Regions from separate parts of the Mus musculus genome. Here regions 1, 3 and 4 are each linked to region 2. The links are chromatin contacts, called in public HiChIP or PLAC-seq and promoter capture Hi-C maps. All regions are on one chromosome and are shown on one strand. Each heading gives the region's core, a stretch centred on a gene start, on an enhancer-like site or on the middle of the called end of the contact. The rest is flanking DNA. Distances are from core to core; before and after follow the strand shown.

Region 1 (4,601 bases), core at 903-3,402, 2.5 Mb before region 2:
ATATTGATTCTTAGAAAATAAAGTCTATTTAGAATTCTTTCTTCTTGCCTTCTACTAGGACAGAGGGATTCCGAGGGAGAGCTTTGTGCCTCATACTTGGGATGTACTTTGTGCCCAAAGGGTTGCTGATGACTGTGCACGGCAGTCATAAGACATATAAGCAAGCTAGATAGAGTAGTAGCACGGTCCTGTAATCCCAGGACGTGAGGTGCTGAGGCAGGAGAATTGCCATGAGTTCAAAGGGGAGGCAGAATAACATAACAAGAACCCGTCTTTGAAAAGTTTGAATAGCAAAGCTAAGTAAGAGCTCACATGTCCTATGTACTCTCAGGCACTGCCCTAAGTACCTAGAAATACATAAATTGTGTCTAATCCCTGCAATAACTATGGATGGCTAATAATACGCAGCTATCTCCACAGTGACAGGACCATACTAAGTACCTTTAGATATACTGTTGTGCAATCTTTACAGTAATTATGGGGTGTGTTAATTACAGGTTGTTTACCTCAGATGCTAAGGTTTAGAAAAATTAACTCGCCAAAGTTCCTACAACTAAGAAGTTGGAGAGCTAGGACTTAAACCCAGGTCTCTTTGTCTGGAAAGGTGTCTTTTCAGCTAGCACCTAAGACCAGATGAGTCCATTACTGCCATCTTATGGGATTCAGTTGCTTCAAGTCCTTTGTTAGGACTGTAGCTGAAGGGCTTCAGACACTTCAGTTGAAAACAAAGTAGGTGTGTACCAGCCTGTTAATGCACATGCAACCTTGGCGTTTTTCCTAACTTAAAGTCTTGTTGGAGAGAATGCCTTCTCAGTGCCAGGCACCTGTAAGGTGACATGCCTTTAGATGAGGTAATCACAGTAAAACATGGATGCTGAGAGCCTTACAGCTACTGCTTAATGAAACTGAGACAAAAGACCCAGTTTGTTTGATGTTGGTTAATAGTGTTCTAGCAGGTGTGCTGTGCCTTTCTGTAGACACACACACACACACACTAATCAGCATCCAGCCCTGCCCTTGAGTCTGTAGTCCAATAATTTAGGCACAACCCGAAAATTTCTCTGCTTGATGGAAAATGCCCTAGTGTGTCAAACTAGTGTCCGAAGTTCATGTTTCTTTCTTTCTTTTTTTCTTTTCTTTTTTTGTTTGTTTTTGGAGACAGGGTTTCTCTGTGTTGCCCTGGCTGTCCTAGAACTCACTCTGTAGACCAGGCTGGCCTCAAACTCAGAAATCTGCCTGCCTCTGCCTCCCAAAGTGCTGGGATTAAAGTCATGCGCCATAACTGCCCGGCTGAAGTTCATATTTCTTAGCCTAAGCATTCTTTTTTTGTCTTAAAAAATTATAAATGATATAGTCCTTTTTGGAACAAGGTGGCTGGTGCTGGTTGTGTTGGTCCCTTAGGCTGCCTAGAGCCACACACTGGCATTTGGACGGAGTGAACTCCAAAGAAAGCCCATCTCTCCACGCTCGGACTGGAGCGGGTAGCTGTGCCGCAGGCTGTAGCCAGGGCGAGCAAACCTGAGACTGGCCTCTGAAGCCTGGGAAGCCCGAGATGGCGCATTCGGGGCCTCCTGACAAGACGTGGAGGGGACAGCGCTGAAAAATCACTGCCTCAGAAGAGGCTCGGTGGAGAAAGGCTTGAGCAGGGGAGGATGAGATTCTTTCGGTTTATTTCTTGAGACAGAGTCTCGCCATGAAGCCCAGCCTAGTTAAGCTTCAAACGTGCCTCCCGCCTCTGCCTACCGAGTTCTGGGACGACCGGTGTGTACCACTACGCCCCGCAATGATGTGGCTCCAGTGCGGGCCAGCACGAGAAGTTGCAGGCAGGCCCTGAGATTGCACCGAAAGCCCTGAAATGGCAGAGCCGGGTCTCTGGCAGCCAATCGCCAAGCAGCGAGGCCAGCAGGCCAACCGCTCCCACCTCACAGGCCCGCCCACTCCGGCACTCCCGAGTTCTCATTGGTGCTTCGTACTTTCTTCTCGGATTGGCTACCTCTAGGGTCAAATAAGCGGGAGCAAGGATCTACTTCCGGTGGGAGTAAACTGGGACCCGGAAGAACCATACTGGCGCGCCTTTCCAAACCTCGAGGGCTGCGCAGGAGGAGGAGGCGCGCGCCGGGAGGTCCTGGGGGCGGGGCCACGTCCGGAGGAAGAGGCGGGGCGTGCTGCACGGGAGAGCGGAGTGGGGCGTTTAGGGGTTTGGTGGTGTGCGAGAGGCTTTCCTACGAGGAGAGGGAAATTCATTCAACAGGGACTCAAATTAAAATTACACCGGACCCATAAGCTAGGACCCACGGTGCTACACTCCCGGTGTGTGTGGTCACTTGTGTGCGAGGCTTTAGGACTTGGGAAAGTCGAGTTCTGATTGGACAGTGCCGTAATGGGCTGGGGCTGCTAGCCGAATGTTATTCCGTTCCTGGCTGCCTAGCAGCATGAGACATCGCACCCTAAGCTCCAGCCCGGCCCTCTGGGCCTCTATCCCGTGTCCACGCTCTGAGCTGCGTCTGGACTTGGTTTTAGCTTCTGGACAGTCCTTCCGGTGAGTGACTGCACTTGGGAGGACTGTTCCCTAGGATGTTGACTTCTCAGTGCTGCCCACTCGGGATACAGAGAATGTTGGGAGCAATAGATGAGAGTACATTTTGGAGTCTAAGCACCGGTGGTTTGCCTTTTAACCTTCTTTAGGAAGTAGAGGTGATGACTGTGCAGGATTATGAGGACCATGCAATAAAAATCAGTGGGGGAAGCTGAGGGATGCACTCAGTAATAAGAGTGCTTGCTTTTCACGCACTTGGCTCTTGGTTCAATCCCCAGTACCGCTTCTTTTTTATTTTTAAGATGAAAACTACACCGGGGGTGGTGGCACACGCCTTTAATCCCAGCACTCGGGAGGCAGAGGCAGGTGGATTTCTGAGTTTGAGGCCAGCCTGGTCTACAAAGTGAGTTCCAGGACAGCCAGGGCTATACAGAGAAACCCTGTCTCGAAAAAACAAACAAACAAAAAGATGAAAACTAGCGGGGGGGGGGGGGGGGGCGGCTGGAGAGATGGCTCAGTGGTTAAGAGCACTGACTGCTCTTTTGGAGGTCCTGAGTTTAATTCCAAGCAACCATATGGTGGCTCACAACCATCCATAATGAGATCTGATGCCCTGTTCTGGTGTGTCTGAAGACAGGGACAGTGTCCTTACATATAAATAAATAAATAAATAAATAAATCTTAAAAAAGAAAGAAAGAAAGAAAACTAGCCGGGCAGTGGTGGCACATGCCTTTAATCCCAGCACTTGGCAGGCAGAGGCAGGCAGATTTCTGAGTTTGAGGCCAGCCTGGTCTACAGAGTGAGTTCCAGGTCAGCCAGGGCTACACAGAGAAACCCTGTCTCGGGGAAAAAGAAAGAAAAGAAAGAAAGAAAAAGAAAGAAGACATACCACTTTTATTTATAACTAATTAGTCAGTTTACAGGTGGGACATTTGTAAAACAGAAAGGACCTTAACGAGTTCAAGATGGGTAACGATGCTAGGGTTGTCTGTTGGGGTGCCCAGGTGGAAGGAGCAGAGCCCTGCTCACTGGAGTGGCGTGCTGGCAGATCAAGTATGGACACTGACTCAGACGGAGGACCAGCTCTATTGCACTGTGTACCGAGGAGACGACAGCCAGGTCAGCAGGCCCACCCTAGAGGAGCTGGAAACCCTACACAAGTACTTTCAGCTAGATGTCAGCCTGGCACAGCTGTATAGCCACTGGGCTTCTGTAGACTCCCACTTCCAAAGAGTGGCCCAGAAATTCCAAGGTGAGTACAAGGGGGCAGGAATGGTGGCTTACAAGTTACATCTCTGTGACTCTGCCTTCCGTAACATGCAGATACAGGGCCACCAGGATGGTTCATCAAATAAAAGCACTTGTCATGCAGTTTAATGCCCCAATACATACTGGAAGGAGAGGACCAACTCCCAAAAGTTCACGCTATGCCACACACACATGATAATAGCAAATAATTAAGATGTACTTACTAAAGTGCTTCTACTTAGCACATTGTTATTATTATAATGATGATGATCATCATCCACAGGAAAGTGATAAAGATATGGGGCCTAATCCTGACTGTGTGTCCTGGAGCAGGTGACGTCATTCTGTCATTATATACCCAATCACTTTTACTCTTTGGTGAAGAAAGAAAAGGACACAAAATGAAGCCCTGTTCATGTGGTGCTTGCATTGTGGCTTTTTTTCTCAGTGGAATGGGATGGTCACCCAGACCCCACAGGATGCCACAAGGCAGAAGCCTAGTGATTTCTCGACCCGAGCAGTCCCTTATTCTTCCAGGTCCCCCTGGAGCCTCAAGGTGTAGTGTCTGATGTGGAGGGATTCGAGGTGTGTCCCCAGGCTCCGACCTTTCTGCTCTCCAGGTGTGAGACTGCTGAGACAAGACCCCACTGAGTGCCTTTTCTCTTTCATCTGTTCCTCCAACAACAACATTGCTCGCATTACTGGCATGGTGGAACGGCTCTGCCAGGCCTTTGGACCTCGACTCATTCAGCTTGATGATGTCACTTATCATGGCTTCCCAAACCTCCATGCCCTGGCTGGTGAGTAGGTGCATCC
Region 2 (4,625 bases), core at 2,107-4,606:
CATGGAGAGCAGCTGAGCCTTGGCACTGTGAGGGACCATGGAAGGCCATTGGTGAAGGAGCAGCCTTAGTTGCAGTTGACAGCCCAGGGCTAAGGGGGTCATGCAAAGAAGTTGAGGCTTGGCACCATGAAGAGAGCTTATGAGAGGGTATTGGTGAATTCTAGTTGCAGCAGAAGACCTCAGTATACTGGAGATGCCAGTGCCATGAGATGACCACCAAGAACAGCACCAATGGAGTGGAGTCAACCAGAGTCTAGAGTTCTACAGAGGGCAGAGCTGGAGATGTGGTGTGCCCTTTGGAGGAGCCTGGAAGATCATGTGGATCCCAGACATTGGAATAGGAGCTGTGAAGCTGAAGTTGACTTGGAAACCCCAAAATGTTAAAGATGCCAGAGCTCTGGGATACCTGTTAGGAAAGCTGCCCAGGAGAAAGAAATTTGTTGCAGTCAACAAAGATGAAAAAGGAGTTGGAGATCTGAAAACTGCTTTGACATCAGACATAGAGATGCAGAGTTTGGAGTTTGCCTAATTGGTTTCCAGTCTCACTTTGAGGATTACAGTTAAGGACTGGATGAATCTTAGAAGTGACTTTGAACTTTGGACTTTTAACATTGTTGAGACTCCTATAGACTATGGAGACTTTGGAAGTTGAACTAAATGCATTTTTCACTATGCTATGTTTAGGTGTGGCCTCCATAGACTCATATATTTGAACAAGCCTATGGCAGCCAGGGAGTGGAATGGTGGTTTGAGTAGATTTTTTCCAGGGAGTGACATTACTTAAGAGATGTGGCCTTGGGCTGGAGAGATGGCTCAGTGGTTAAGAGCACTGACTGCTCTTCCGAAGGTCCTGAGTTCAAATCCTAGCAACCACATGGTGGCTCACAACCATCCATAACGAGATCCAGAAGAGGAGAGGGGTCACCCTCTTCTGGAGTGTCTGAAGACAGCTACGGTGTACTTACATAATAAATAAATCTTTAAAAAAAAAAAAAAAGAGATGTGGCCTTGTTGGAGGAAGTGTGTCACTTGTGTGTGTGGGCTTTAAGACCTTCCTCCTAATCATGTGGGAGCCAGTCTTCTCCTTGTGGCCTTCAGATGAAGATGTAGAACTCTCAGCTCCTCCTGCCTTGATGATAATGGACTGAACCTCTGAACCTGTAAGCCAGCCCCAATTAAATGTTGCCCTTATAAGAGATGCCTTGGCCATAGTGTTTGTTCTCAGCAGTAAAACCCTAAGACAGCTGGCTTTTTGGTGCTCAAGGAGTTAACCCATTACTGCTGTGGCCTAAAGCTCTTGGCCCCTGTTCTCTCCCAGGATGTCACACCCACCTTGTCCTCTTTTCTACATTGCTTCTTCTGCTCAGTCACATTTCCTTTCTCCTTCCCTGACCCCTGGGTTCCATTCACCTAGTTGCTGTGTGCTCTAAAGGGCATGGTATTCCTTGAGGTTTCTCTTCCAGCCTTACCCATCCTGAGTTTCATAGTAAGGGTGTGATAATTTGAATAAGAATGGCTCCCTTAAGCTCATTTGTTTGAATACTTTTAGTCACCAGGAAATAGAACTGTTTGAAAAGATGAGAAGGTGGAGAAGAGGAGGAGGGGGAGGGAGAGGAAGAGGAAGAGGAAGAGGAAGAGGAGGGGAGAGCTAGTTGTAGGAAATGTGTCACAAGGGGTGGGCGTTGAGTCTTGTTTTTCTTGAGATAGGGTTTCTTTGTATGGCCCTAGCTGTCCTAGAACTACCTCTGTAGACTAGGCTGGCCTTGAACTCAGAGATCTTCTTGCTTCTGTCTTTTGAGTGCTGGGATTAAAGGCTAACAACCAGTGCCTAGTGGCTTTGAGGTTTTAAAAGCCCCCATCAGGTGTTCTCTCTCTCAGCTTGTGTATCAGGGTATGGATCTCAGCTACTTTTCCATACCTGTCTGCTACCATACTCCCTGCCATGATGATAATGAACTAAGCCTCTGGAACTATAAGCAAGACCCCCAATTAAATGTTTTCTTTCATAAGAGTTGCCTTGAAGCCTTGTCTCTCTTCTCGGCAAAGAACAGTGATTAGCCTATCAGGTGTTATCCCAGCCACCCTCTTGCAGACAGGTGGCCTGCTTACCACCCACTCACTTTTCACACCACTTCTTTCTAGTGCTCTTCAGGACTATGACCAAGCAGTGACAGGCTGAGGCTACCATCCTGTCATTAGAAGAGATGGTGGAGTTGGAAGAGAAAGCGCTGAATTTCCACTCCTGCATGCACAGGTACACTTTCTGATGTCACTGGCTGACTTTGCTTCTGTTTGTACATTCCCAGAACGTCACTGTGGGCCTCGAATGCTGGATAAGACCCCATTTACTGACCCTTGTGTGTCTCCCAGGAGCACCTGCCTTAGAGCCCTCACTTCGCCTCAGAAAACACACTTGTTCTCCTTCCCTGACTCACACCTCAGCTGCTGCCTTCCTTTCTGGCCGTCATCCTGGGCTCATCCTGTTGTCCTGGTCACTCCTCTAAGTGTCAACACTCTACACCAGGCAGCTTCTCCCACTCACCTCCGTGCTGAGCACCCCCATCCCAGCACAACCATGCCATCTTAGTTGTTCTGAAAACATCTCACTTCTATAGTTTACAGGGTCTTAGGTGTCCACGACTAAGATTAAACGTGTCCCCTGGTTCCAGTCTCATCTAACCAGGTCCTGCAGACACTTTCCATCTCCATGAAGAGCACTGTCACTTACCAGCGTCTGTGATCGTCAAGCCGAAAGTCACACGACTTTTTCTCTCCTCGGCTTTCTGGGCCTCCCATAACCTGGATGATTTCTTTTGCTTCCCACTATGTTTGGCCAGGGTTTCTGCCACATTCTGACTGTGTGCTTTGGAAAGGTGGCTAGAGAGACCAGCATCCCACTGCGAAGCATTAGATGGGTGGGGAGGAGGTTTTCGGAGAGCATGGGTCTTCTGGCATCCAACTCTTCTTGTTTGTTTGTACCCTCCACCTCTCAAATTGCAAACCTTTGCCAAGCACTTGTTTGGGGGCAGACAGCTGACTGTCTCCTCTCCAGGTCTCTTTTTCAATATAGAACGCATTGTTGCCCAACTGAGAAAAATGCAGGTTCCCAGGCGCAAGAGCCTGGCTTTGATTCCAAGTCACGTGACTCAGCCGGGTTCTCTAGCTAGGTCCGGTCCGGGCATAGGAATCCAGGCCGTTTGTGACCTTCTGGAACTCCCTATCCCACAATGGAGACGGCACAATGAGGCTTCTAGCCTATCCTGGAGCTCTCCAACAGCTCTGCCGCCCGGAGCCGGAGGATTCCTGTAGATGGCGTTATGAAGTACGCCCCCAGTTTAGCCGTTTGGTGGAAATAAGCTTCAGGTTTTGCAAAAGGCTGCTCAACCTGCTGAGAGTAAGCCTCTGTTGTCATGACTATAGATGCCCTACACCGATTGGCTGAGCGCTTCCACTTGCAAGAAGGAGGCGGGAGAACCTTTCTTCCCTTCCACCTCCCAAACCCGGAAGTCAGGAGCTTCGGCGATTTGCTTAGCTCTGGCTGGTGCCTCCTTTGGGAAATCATACATATGTCCCAGTCTTCCCATGGCCCCCTATTCTGAAGAAAAAAAAAAATGTCCTATTTTCTTGTAAGCTGCAGGTCCTTCACAGATCTTATCTTCAGGCTTCACTTTTCTCATTTAAAAAAAGTATCATAACTCTACCCTGGGTTCTGAGAATCCTAGTCAGTCAAGGTCAAATAAAAGACAGGTATTTGGTGCTATGACTGGGTGTTATGGTCTGGAATCAACAGTTTTGGTGGCAACCACTTGTATCCCAGCGCGGGAAGATAGACGTTAAGTTTGAGGCCAGCTTGTGTTACATAAGTCCCAGGCCAGCCAGAGCCACTCAATGAGAGCCTATCTTTAATCAAAGCCAGAAACAGGTTAGAACCAGTCCTAATAATAAACCTTTGAAATCTCCACTAATAGGTGAACTATGGGGTGTGCATGGAAAGATACATGACCCACACTACATGGAGGAGTCTAGTAAACGGAAGAATCCAGACTCAGGCTCAGGCCTTACACCTGTTTCTTCGAGACAGGGTTTCTCTGTATAGCCCTGGCTGTCCTGGAACTCACTTTGTAGACCAGGCTGGACTCGAACTCAGAAATCCATCTGCCTCTGCCTCCCAAGTGCTGGGATTAAAGGCATGTGCCACCACGCCAGGCTCAGAAATGTCTTTGAGTTAGCTAGTGTTAGTGGCTGTAAATGTGTTAAACACAAAACAAAACCATTTAATTAAACACTTACAAAAATGTGGTCTGGCCAGGTATGGTAGTACACAGGAGGAGCTCTGTGAATTGGTGGCCAGTCTGGTCTACATAGAAAAATCCTGTCTCCAAAAAAAAAAAAAAAAAAGAAAAAAAGAAAAAGTTTTGTACTGCTGGGCACTGAGCTCTAAGCCTTGGGCATGCCAGGAAAACTCAACTGCTGAACTACCCACCTGATTCTAACATTTTAAACTGTAGGTCACAAAATAAAGATCAACATTTGAACAAGTTCTCTGTGCTGGGGACCATCTTCACTAGATTTAGCATCCTCCTGACTCCCCACAACCCGAGGCACTCGCTTCTACTGGCCCTTCT
Region 3 (4,573 bases), core at 1,328-3,827, 2.3 Mb before region 2:
CCACCCCCCTCCTCTAGCCTCCGCAGGCACGACACATACAGTACATACACAATTCATACATGCAGGCAAACGCTCAATCACAAAGAACAAAACAAAAATACATTTTTTTTTTGAGACAGGGTCTCTCTGTTATGTAGCTCTGGCTGTTCTGGAACATTCTAAAGAGACCAGGTTGCCCTGGAACTCTCACATATCTACCTGCTTCTGCTTCCTGAGTGCTGGGATGAAAGGCATGCACCACCATGCTAGCAAAAGTAGATACTTAAAAAAAAACTAAATAAAATTTAAATTACTGAGTTTTCTCCACTCCCCATCTTCTTGTAGTTTTCAAGTCTGTACTAAGCTAACTTCCTAAGGCTTGCTTCAGGGGGCTGTCTCTAGTCAGCTCTGAAACTAATGGCACACAAAATAGTCATAGTGGGCACTGTTGGGAAAAAGAAAGAACCTAGGCTTGGGAACCACGAGATTTAGCTTAAAGTCATGAATTGTCATCATCCATTACTATTACGGAACTCTGTTAAAGTCTCAGTTTCTATAAAATGAGGACAGTATCAACCACATTGAGTTGCTTTTTGGTTTTAAATAAATTAACAAATGTTAAGTCCTTATCATTGTACCTGCTTAGAATGTTTCATAAAGCTGGCTTATTATTATTATTGCTGTTGTTATTATTATTATCAGCAGCAGAATAAGGAAAGACAAAAAAAAAAAAAAAAAAAAAGACAATCGAAAATACCCAAGCTGGACATTTTGGGGGACAGACTCTCATGTGCACCAGCCTGACCTCCAGTCTATAGGTAGCTTGCTTGAGCTTCTGATCTTCCTACCTCCATCTTTGAGTCCTGGCATTACAGGCTTACACTGCCATAGCTGGCTTATGCTGGGGTAAGGAACCCAGGGCTTCAAAGCCAGCTGTCCAAGCACTGTACCCAACTGAGTTACATCACAGCCTCATTGCAGAAGAAGTGTTTTTAGGGCTGGAGAGATGGTTCAGCCATTAAGAGCACTGACTGCTCTTCCAGAGGTTCTGAGTTCAAATCCCAGCAACCACATGGTGGCTGCAACCATCTATAGTGAGATCTGATGCCCTCTTCTGGTGTGCCTGAACACAGCAACAGTGTGCTCACATACATAAAATAAATCTTTTTTTTTTTAAAGTGTTTTTAATTTAAGGTGATCTTTAAATCACCAGCAAATGGAAATCCAGTATTACTTGCCACAAAAAGAAAGTAACTTTTAAATACGATAAAATGAGGTTTTTTTTTTTTTTTTCTTCTTCTTCTTTTTTTTTGGTTTTTCGAGACAGGGTTCCTCTGTATAGCTCTGGCTGTCCTGGAACTCACTCTGTAGACCAGGCTGGCCTTGAACTCAGAAATCCACCTGCCTCTGCCTCCCAAGTGCTGGGATTAAAGGTGTGTGCCACCACGCCCGGCAAAATGAGGTTTTTGTTTTGTTTTGGTTTTTGTTTTCTGTTCTCTGCAGAAACGTTTGAAACGTTTCTCTTCATTAAAGTGATTCCTATGTGATCTGGACAAGTCAAGGAACCAGCAGCACTGTCTTCAGCTAGTCTCTGAAAATGACTAGAATAAGTGATTGAAAACTGTTACTGATTTTAATGTGAAGTGGCTGAAGTTATGTCAAAGTTCTGTCTCCCACAGAAAAGCACTGTAAGAAGGCAAGTGAGGAGAGGAGGCAGGTGGAATGGTCCATCGCAACTCCTCACACGTCTCTGTGGTAGTCTCCAAGCTTTGGAGGCACTTTATACCTTAGCATCTCAGCAGATCACTACAGTTCTTTGGTAGTGTAGATTATGAAATTCACTTGCCTGGATGTTAGCAGGACTCAAGGGAATATTGCATCTGACTCTCAGTGGGTACTCTTAATAACGGAATGGAGCAGGATAGTTCAGAGAGAACCTCACTGACGGTTGGCAACTAGCCTAACAATATTAAGAACGTTTTCTTAAACACTTAGTACATGCAAGGCCCTGGGCTAAAGGCTTTTAGGTATCATCCAATCTAACATCTACATGCCTGCTCTCTCTATTAGGTAGGTACTGAGATTATTCCCATTTTACTGACAAAAATGAAACACAGCTAACCGCCAAGGTCAACCCGTAGGGGCGCGATGAAAACTCAGTTAAAGTGATACAATCAATCCCTGCACTTTCTTGACCAAGGTCACCCGGGAGTGAGGTCAGCAGGATAGGGTGAGGGTACTGACCTGTCAGACACTTGTTCCTGGGTGAGCTTCTTGTCGCTCTGCAGTAGGATTGACACGTAGTGGCGGATCATGCCCACGAAGAAAGTGATGATAACGATGGGCAGGACCACCCAGAGGCGGATGTTGGAGTCAAGCAGCAGCTCGGGCCCCGCCATCTTCGCTGAGAGTTCGCTGCGGGTCGGGAGGAGTTGGGTTCCTCCCGGCTTTCGGCTCCGGGCCTTCACCCGCCCCTCAGTCTGGCTGGCGTGGAATCTGGGGCAGCCTAGCTTTCTCCGCGCACTGTTTCCAGCTGGGCCGCCAGGCCGTCAACTTCCGGTGCGGGCGAGTAACGTCACGCCACGGCGCGGCTTTGATGGCGTCAGAGCGCCGTTCTTCTAGCGGGAAAGTCGAAAACGAAGGGAAGCAACTGGCGGGTCCCCAGGTTAGTGGCTTTTTAGGCTTTCCTGGGAGCGAGATGGTATCTCTCCGAAGTCAGACGGCCCTGACTTGTTCTAGTGTTTCCCTCTGAAAAGTGGCTGTCAGTGATTACATATTATTGTAGGAAACGCATAATAAGAAATCTCGTATAATAAGAAATTTGAACCTGTTTTTAGTTTTTGAGGCTTTTTTTTTTTTTTTTTTGGCAAGACTTATTTAATGTATATGTATGATTTGACCTTCTGTGTTTATGTGCACCACATGCATATAGGAACCCGAAGGGGCGCAGGATTCCCTAGAACTGGAGTTACAGGCAGTTTTGAGCCGCATGTTTGAATGGGAACTGAACCTGGGTCCTCTGCAAGAGCAGTAAACGCTCTTAATCCCAGAGCTGTCTCACCAGCCCAGGAACGTTAATCCTTAATAGAAACCATTGCCCTAGTCTGGAGAGATGGTTTGGAGGTTAAGAGCACTGGCTGCTTCTCCAAAGGTCCTGAGTTCAATTCCCCTTAACCACATGGTGGCTCATAACCATGTATAATGAAATCTGATACCCTTTTCTGATGTGCAGACAGAACATTGTATACACAGAAAAATAAAGAGAGAGAGAGAGAAGCTGGGTGGTGGTGTCACTTGAGAGACAGAGGAAGTTGGATCTCTGAGTTCGATCAAGGTCAGCCAGTCCTCAGAGTGAGAGAAACCCTGTCTCAAACAAAAGAAAGCAAAACAAAAAAACAAAACCAACCAAATAAAAAACAGTAATAATAATAATAGCCCATAGTCTTGGCTTTTAGGAGGTGGAGGCAGGAGAAGTTGCCTTTGGCTATGTATGAGTTCAAGACCAAACAGCTACACAAGACCCTAGAAGTTGAAAGTAAGACAAAACCCACAGATTCTGGCCTGTCTAAGAACCAAAAATAAATGAACAAAACAAGGAGTACAGATTCTGGAACCAGACTTTTTAGAGTTAGAACCTCAGCCCTTCCCCTGATTAGGAGACTAGTAATGGTATCTTTCTTAAGTTAGCATGTGAGAAATATGTAGATTATAATTAGAGCATATAAGACAAGGTTGTTTGTTTGTTGGTTATTGAGATAGGGCCTCACTGTATATCTGAAGCTGGCCTAGAATGTAACTGGTAACTATGTAGACCAGCCAGTCCAATTTACATGGTGGAATCCTGTCTTAAAAATAAATACGTACTAGAAAAATAGCTCAGTGGTTAAGAACACTTGCTGCTCTGCAGAGAATCTCGGCTCCTTTCCCAGCACCCACATAGTGGCTCATAACTATCTGTAACTTCACTTCTGGGGGCTCTAATACTCTCTTCTGGCCTATGCAGGCATCCAGTGTGTACATGGTCCACAGTCGTATGCACAGGCAAATCATCATACACCTAAGATTTAGATATTTTAAAAATAAAAATGACTGTCCTAGCACACACAAAGCTATGATGTTGAAACGGAAAACGTGTTCAGAAAAATTGTTCCTGCTTTTCTTCACTGCTCCACCTACAGGTAGACTAACGGTCCTCATAAGCTCTCACTCAATTCCCTGGCTTCTCTTCGATTGCAGTCACACAGACGTAGTTCAATACATTAAGACCTTGTAATGCTGTACGCCTCCTGCACGCTGGAATGATGTCTGTCTTGTTTTGCAATGTTTGATGTTTGTCTTGTCTTATACCTTCAGTCCTTAGCACCACCATGACACAGTACTGAAGTAACCTGTTAGAGAGCAGCTTAGGTGATGGTCTTGAGTCTCAGAAGACGAGTTATGGGCTTTCTCCTTTAGCAACAGAGAAGTAGCCTGGTGAAAGAAGCAACTTGGCCAGTTGTAGGAGTTGAAATGTGCTCAGCATTTGGGTGGTTTGGACAGCGTTAATGTGAAGACTCAAACCCTCTGCTTGTAGAGAGAATAGTTTTTAGAATGA
Region 4 (4,612 bases), core at 1,477-3,976, 2.3 Mb before region 2:
TCCCCAGGGGCTGAGTTACAGGCATCTGGGAGACACCTAACCCCAGTGCTGGATACTCTGCAAGAGCAGGAAGTGCTACTTGCTCTGGCTGGCTAAGCCATCTCTCCAGTCCCTGAAAACAGATTTTACGTTTTTAAAATCACATTTAGGTGTTTAATTAAGGGGGGATGTTTGCCACAGCAAGTGCTTGGAGGGCAGGACAACCTGTGGGAGTCAGTTCTCTCCTTCCACGTGGTTCCCAGGGATCAAACTCAGGCCATCGGGCTTTGTGGCAAACCTCTTTAGCTGCTAAGCCTTCTTGCCTGCCCTCAAATTAGATTTATCAACATCCAGCTCTCATAAAAGCGAAAGAGGAACATGCCCCTGCATTTGCGGAGGGCCCTGAGTTAGATTCCTGGCATCTTGTCTCCTGGGTGAGTTACTTTGCTTCTCAGCATCGTGGTTTTAACTTTTATCTCTAAAATGAAGCTAACAAGAGTGTCTACCTCAAGGGGATTCATATGACGCATAACTAATGAGACACATGAAGGTCAGACCCACAGGAGGAACTTGATAGCAGGGCTCTATCTCCTTAGCCTTTGTCTGGAAAGCTTTCTTCCCTCATAAGCCCTTCTCTAGTTCAACACATAAATTGAACAGACCTTGGGATATAGCGCTGAGCAAGATTGAGAAGACTGCCCCCTCCCCACTGTGGAGAGATATAAGTAAGATGGACAATAAATGATTTTAACCTAACGGCCAGTGAGAAGGCTCAGTGGATAAAGGGGCTTGCTGCCAAGCCTGATGACCTCAGAGTTCAATCCTTGATCAGGACCCACATGGTGGAAAGAGAAAACTGATTCCCTTGGGTTGTTTTCTGATCTCCAAATAGGCATGCATGTACACACACAGACACTCACTCAGACACATACACACACACACACACGATACATATAATTTTTTAAAAATGTTAAAGTTCAGATCCTTAGCAGAGTCAGGAGGATCTCTGTGATCTACCTAGCAAGTTGCAGGCCAGCCTGAGAACTATGAAATGAGACTCCCTAAAATTATAAAGTTTAGCTTTGAAGAAAATACAGTGTGGTTAGATGATAACAGAGGAGAGTCTCCACAGGGGTGCCAGGAGAGCCTGTCTGAGGAGAGAGACACTTAAGCAAAGGCAGAATGGTAAGAGAGCCAAGCATTTGACGCTCTGAGGGGAAAGCCTTTGGCAGCGGCAATAGCATATACAAAGACTCAGGAGCAGGCGTGAACTCAGTGAGTTCAGAACACCTCTTTTGGGGTGGCTGGTGGTCAGCAGGCAGGGGCTAGTCAGCAAGGGCTCCTGTGAACCATCACGTGGATTGGAGAGCTCCGACAGGAGGCGGTCTGAGAAGCAGTGTTTTTTAAAGGGAAAGAGGTCGGCATCATGTCCAGGGACAATTGGAGGGTAGTTCGTATTAGCCTAGACACTCCTCTCCAGGGATGCCTTCTGTTCCTGGCTCTCCCTATCCGGAGCAAAGCTCCCTTGTATATCATCTCCTGTCTGCCGCTGGCCTGGGGCTCCTGTCTTTTTCCTTTACACCTCCAGCCCCTGTACAATCCGGGCCCAGGTAGATATATTCCCAAGAGGTCCCTATTCCTAAGTCCATCCTTAAGTAGGCCAGGGAGGTAGGAGGGATCAGCAGTGGCCAGCCAGCTGAGGGCCAGCTGTGTTAGGGGCAGGTGCTGTGTCCTTTTCCTCTTGGACACAGCCACCTTTGGTGGCTCAGACACTAGGAGAAGTTAGAGGTAACCCCAGAGACTCTTCCGAGGAGTACCCCTAGGCTCATCAGAGGTTGTGGGAAGTTTCAGGGGATTCAAAGACCTCTTGGGTCCAGTCACAGCGTTAATTCAGACAGCCTTTAAGTCTTGGTAAGCCCTCTCTCAAACATCTATTAAGCCCCAGGTTCTGCTCATAGGCCAGGCTGGGGTCTGGGGACCCATAAAGTCCTCAGTTCTGAGGCTGGGGATGAGGTGTGCGAAGGAAGGACTTGGGGCCCCTGATATGGATATAGGTTATAATAATACCCTGTGTTGAGCTCTTTGCTTAGTTAGGCCTCTGTTCTAAACCTTCCCATACAGCAGGTGCAAGTACCCATCACACAGGAAAGGAGAGTGGGCAACCAAGAGTCAGAGAGGTTGAGCAACTTGTCCAAGGTCGCACAGCCAGCTGAAAACACATACTAGAGATACTGAAGCCCGTACAGCTCTGTAGACTTTGCAGAGGAGGAGATGGCTGAGCTGGGCCTTCAGTGAATAACATGCCATCTGCCTACCACCCCCGATGCAAGAGATGTGGGCACCCGCAGTCCAGGCAGGAGCTTGCCTAGCATTAGGGTCCCCATGGCTGGACAGTTCTGAGGGGAGATGAGATCAATCAGCCGCAGAGACTAGGGGGTGGGGGGAGCAGGGTGAGGGCCTCTGCAGGACAGCCTGCAGAAGCTGGTCCATCTCGGGTTACCTCTCTTCCTCCTTCTCCAGCTTCTCTCTCCCTGGCTCCATGCCTTCCCGCAGTGTCCCGGGTGGGGTTTGGCACCGTGCAGGCCCATGCCCGCGAAGGGGCTGTAAGCCTTGCTCCTTGCCTTCTTGGGTCCCGCCATCTCCCCTTCCCTCGGCCAGCTCCTCACCTGCGCGCTGCATCCGCAGCCATGCGTTCACCTTGCGCGCGTCCCTGCAGCCGCTCCCGGAGGCGCATCCTCCGAGATGCTCAGGCTTGGCCAGCAGAGCCCGGCTCTGCCGATCTCCTCGTCAAGCCCGCCCACAGGAGCGCGGGATACTTAACCCTTTCCTTTGGGAACGGTCTCTGTTCGCTGCTCCTCACCGCCCCTTTCTCACAAGCAGCACAGCCCAGATGGTGTCAGAGCCCTGTGGGGTTCTGCAGTGTTCCTTCTAGCTACAGCCCGCTTTATTTGCATACCTGCGGGGACTGGGAGCTCACTTTCTCTGGATTCATACAGGCATAGGTAGATCATACATACAGCCTGGCATATCTTCCAGGCTTTTCCCAGAGCATATTAAATAAAAATGAGCCCACGCTTTCTTAATTGCTCTTGTAACTTGCCTTTCTCCTCATCATTTTACAATATATTCTGACACATTTTCGAAGATCTACTTCTTTCTTTTTTCTTCTTTTCTTCTTCTTTCTCCTCACCCTCCTTCTTTTCTATTATTGTTGTTGTTGTTATTTTGGTGTGTGTGTGTGTGTGTGTGTGTTTGTATTTGTGTGGCCTGTGGCATACCACATCATGTCTGTGGAGTCAGTTTTCTCCTTCTGCCTTGTGTATCCTGGGGACCAAACTCAGATCTTCTTTACCTGCAGAAGCAGCTTGCCAGCCCTAGGTCTACTTCTTTCTGGTCTCCGATGTGGTGATTTTCAGCATGTGGTTAGCCGATCATGTAATTTCTTCTGGCCTTTGTGACTGGATACAATACTACCTGAGTCACTGTTCTATTGTTATGAAGAGACACCGTGACCAAAGCAACTGCTATAAGAGAAAGTATTTAATTGGGTGCTTGCTTACAACTTCAGTGGTTTAGTCCCTTATCATCATGTTGGCAGGCACTGGAACAGTAGCTGAGAGCTACATACTGATCAATAGAAACACACACACACAGAGAGACAGACAGACAGACAGACTAGGCCTGGCATGGGCTTTTGAAACCTCAAAGCCTTCCCCATTTGACACACAGCTTCTGTTAAGGCCACACTTTCTAATCCTTCTAATCTTTTCAAAATAGGGCCACTCCCTGATGGCTAAGTATTCAACTATATGAGCTTATGGGAGCCATTGTTATTCAAATCACCACAAATACCTTCTTTATCTTCAGCCTCTAACACTAGCGGGAGAAATGGAGAAGGCTGAACTGTAGCTGACCTTAGGTACTTTCTGGGTTCTTCTCCCACCCCCATCCCCCGCACTTTATCCTCCCACCCCCAGTTTCACCCCCTATCACTAGAGACAGAAAGAAGGATAGAGAAAAGAGAGATCCTTGAATCTAATTTCTTTCCTTTTGTTTGTTCTTTGAGCACAGCTACTAACAAACCACAACCCCCTCCAACCAACAACCACCCACCCCTGCCTCTCCATAGCATTTATACACCCTCTGAAAAGTTCCCAGAATTCCAATGGTCACACAATCACAGAAACTATGCAGCTGGCAAAATGACGTCTCTGCTAGAGCACTAGGCAAATCACAGTCAGCTGTGGCAGACAGTCCAAAGCAGCCCCACCTCCCTACACCTGGGATTAAATCAAAAGCACATTCTTACAATATTTGTGGGTTATTTTTTTTTTAAGAAATCAAAATTCCAGAATTCTTACTGTACCCAACATGGAACTGATGTGATAATCTAGCAGAGGCGTGGTTGGAACTGAGGTTCTGTACAGAGACAATATCAAGTACTCCAGAGGCCTCTCTGCACAGTTCCTAATACTCATGGATATTTTCTTTTTTTTCCCTCCCTCAGTGCTAGGAATTGGACTCAGGGCCTCGAGAATGTGAGTCAAGCACTGTACCATTGACCTCTGTCCCAGTCCTTCAGATGGCCATCATTACACTGAATCCCCCAGGGAATGCCATACAAAGAATGCCC

What was found. Promoter capture Hi-C pulls out the DNA fragments that hold promoters and counts their contacts. HiChIP or PLAC-seq counts read pairs in DNA pulled down with a chosen protein or histone mark.
Region 1: a contact with region 2 is called in a promoter capture Hi-C map of pre-B cells, with 4 times the contacts expected there. The contact joins the promoter of Ogg1 here to the promoter of Efcab12 in region 2. A contact is called at or near these places in 2 of 39 promoter capture datasets (erythroid cells and pre-B cells).
Region 3: a promoter capture Hi-C map of liver shows a contact between it and region 2, with 2.3 times the contacts expected there. The contact joins the promoter of Fancd2 here to the promoter of Efcab12 in region 2.
Region 4: a contact with region 2 is called in an H3K27ac HiChIP or PLAC-seq map of embryonic stem cells, with 4 times the contacts expected there. The contact joins the promoter of Prrt3 here to the promoter of Efcab12 in region 2.

The regions. Positions count from the first base shown.
Region 1 is chr6:113,324,824-113,329,424 of GRCm38.p6, forward strand. Ogg1 (8-oxoguanine DNA-glycosylase 1) reads left to right here and starts at 2,153. Exons shown (of 7, transcript NM_010957.4): 1 at 2,153-2,539; 2 at 3,542-3,789; 3 at 4,406-4,585. The coding sequence starts at 2,403. Brpf1 (bromodomain and PHD finger containing, 1) reads left to right here. Exons shown (of 13, transcript NM_030178.2): 13 at 1-39.
Region 2 is chr6:115,835,056-115,839,680 of GRCm38.p6, forward strand. Efcab12 (EF-hand calcium binding domain 12) reads right to left here and starts at 3,357. Exons shown (of 9, transcript NM_001110506.1): 1 at 2,729-3,357. The coding sequence starts at 3,077.
Region 3 is chr6:113,529,105-113,533,677 of GRCm38.p6, forward strand. It overlaps Fancd2 (Fanconi anemia, complementation group D2), which reads left to right and starts at 2,578. Exons shown (of 44, transcript NM_001033244.3): 1 at 2,578-2,644. It overlaps Emc3 (ER membrane protein complex subunit 3), which reads right to left and starts at 2,534. Exons shown (of 8, transcript NM_175101.3): 1 at 2,224-2,534. The coding sequence starts at 2,378.
Region 4 is chr6:113,499,205-113,503,816 of GRCm38.p6, forward strand. It overlaps Prrt3 (proline-rich transmembrane protein 3), which reads right to left and starts at 2,727. Exons shown (of 4, transcript NM_001289700.1): 1 at 2,646-2,727.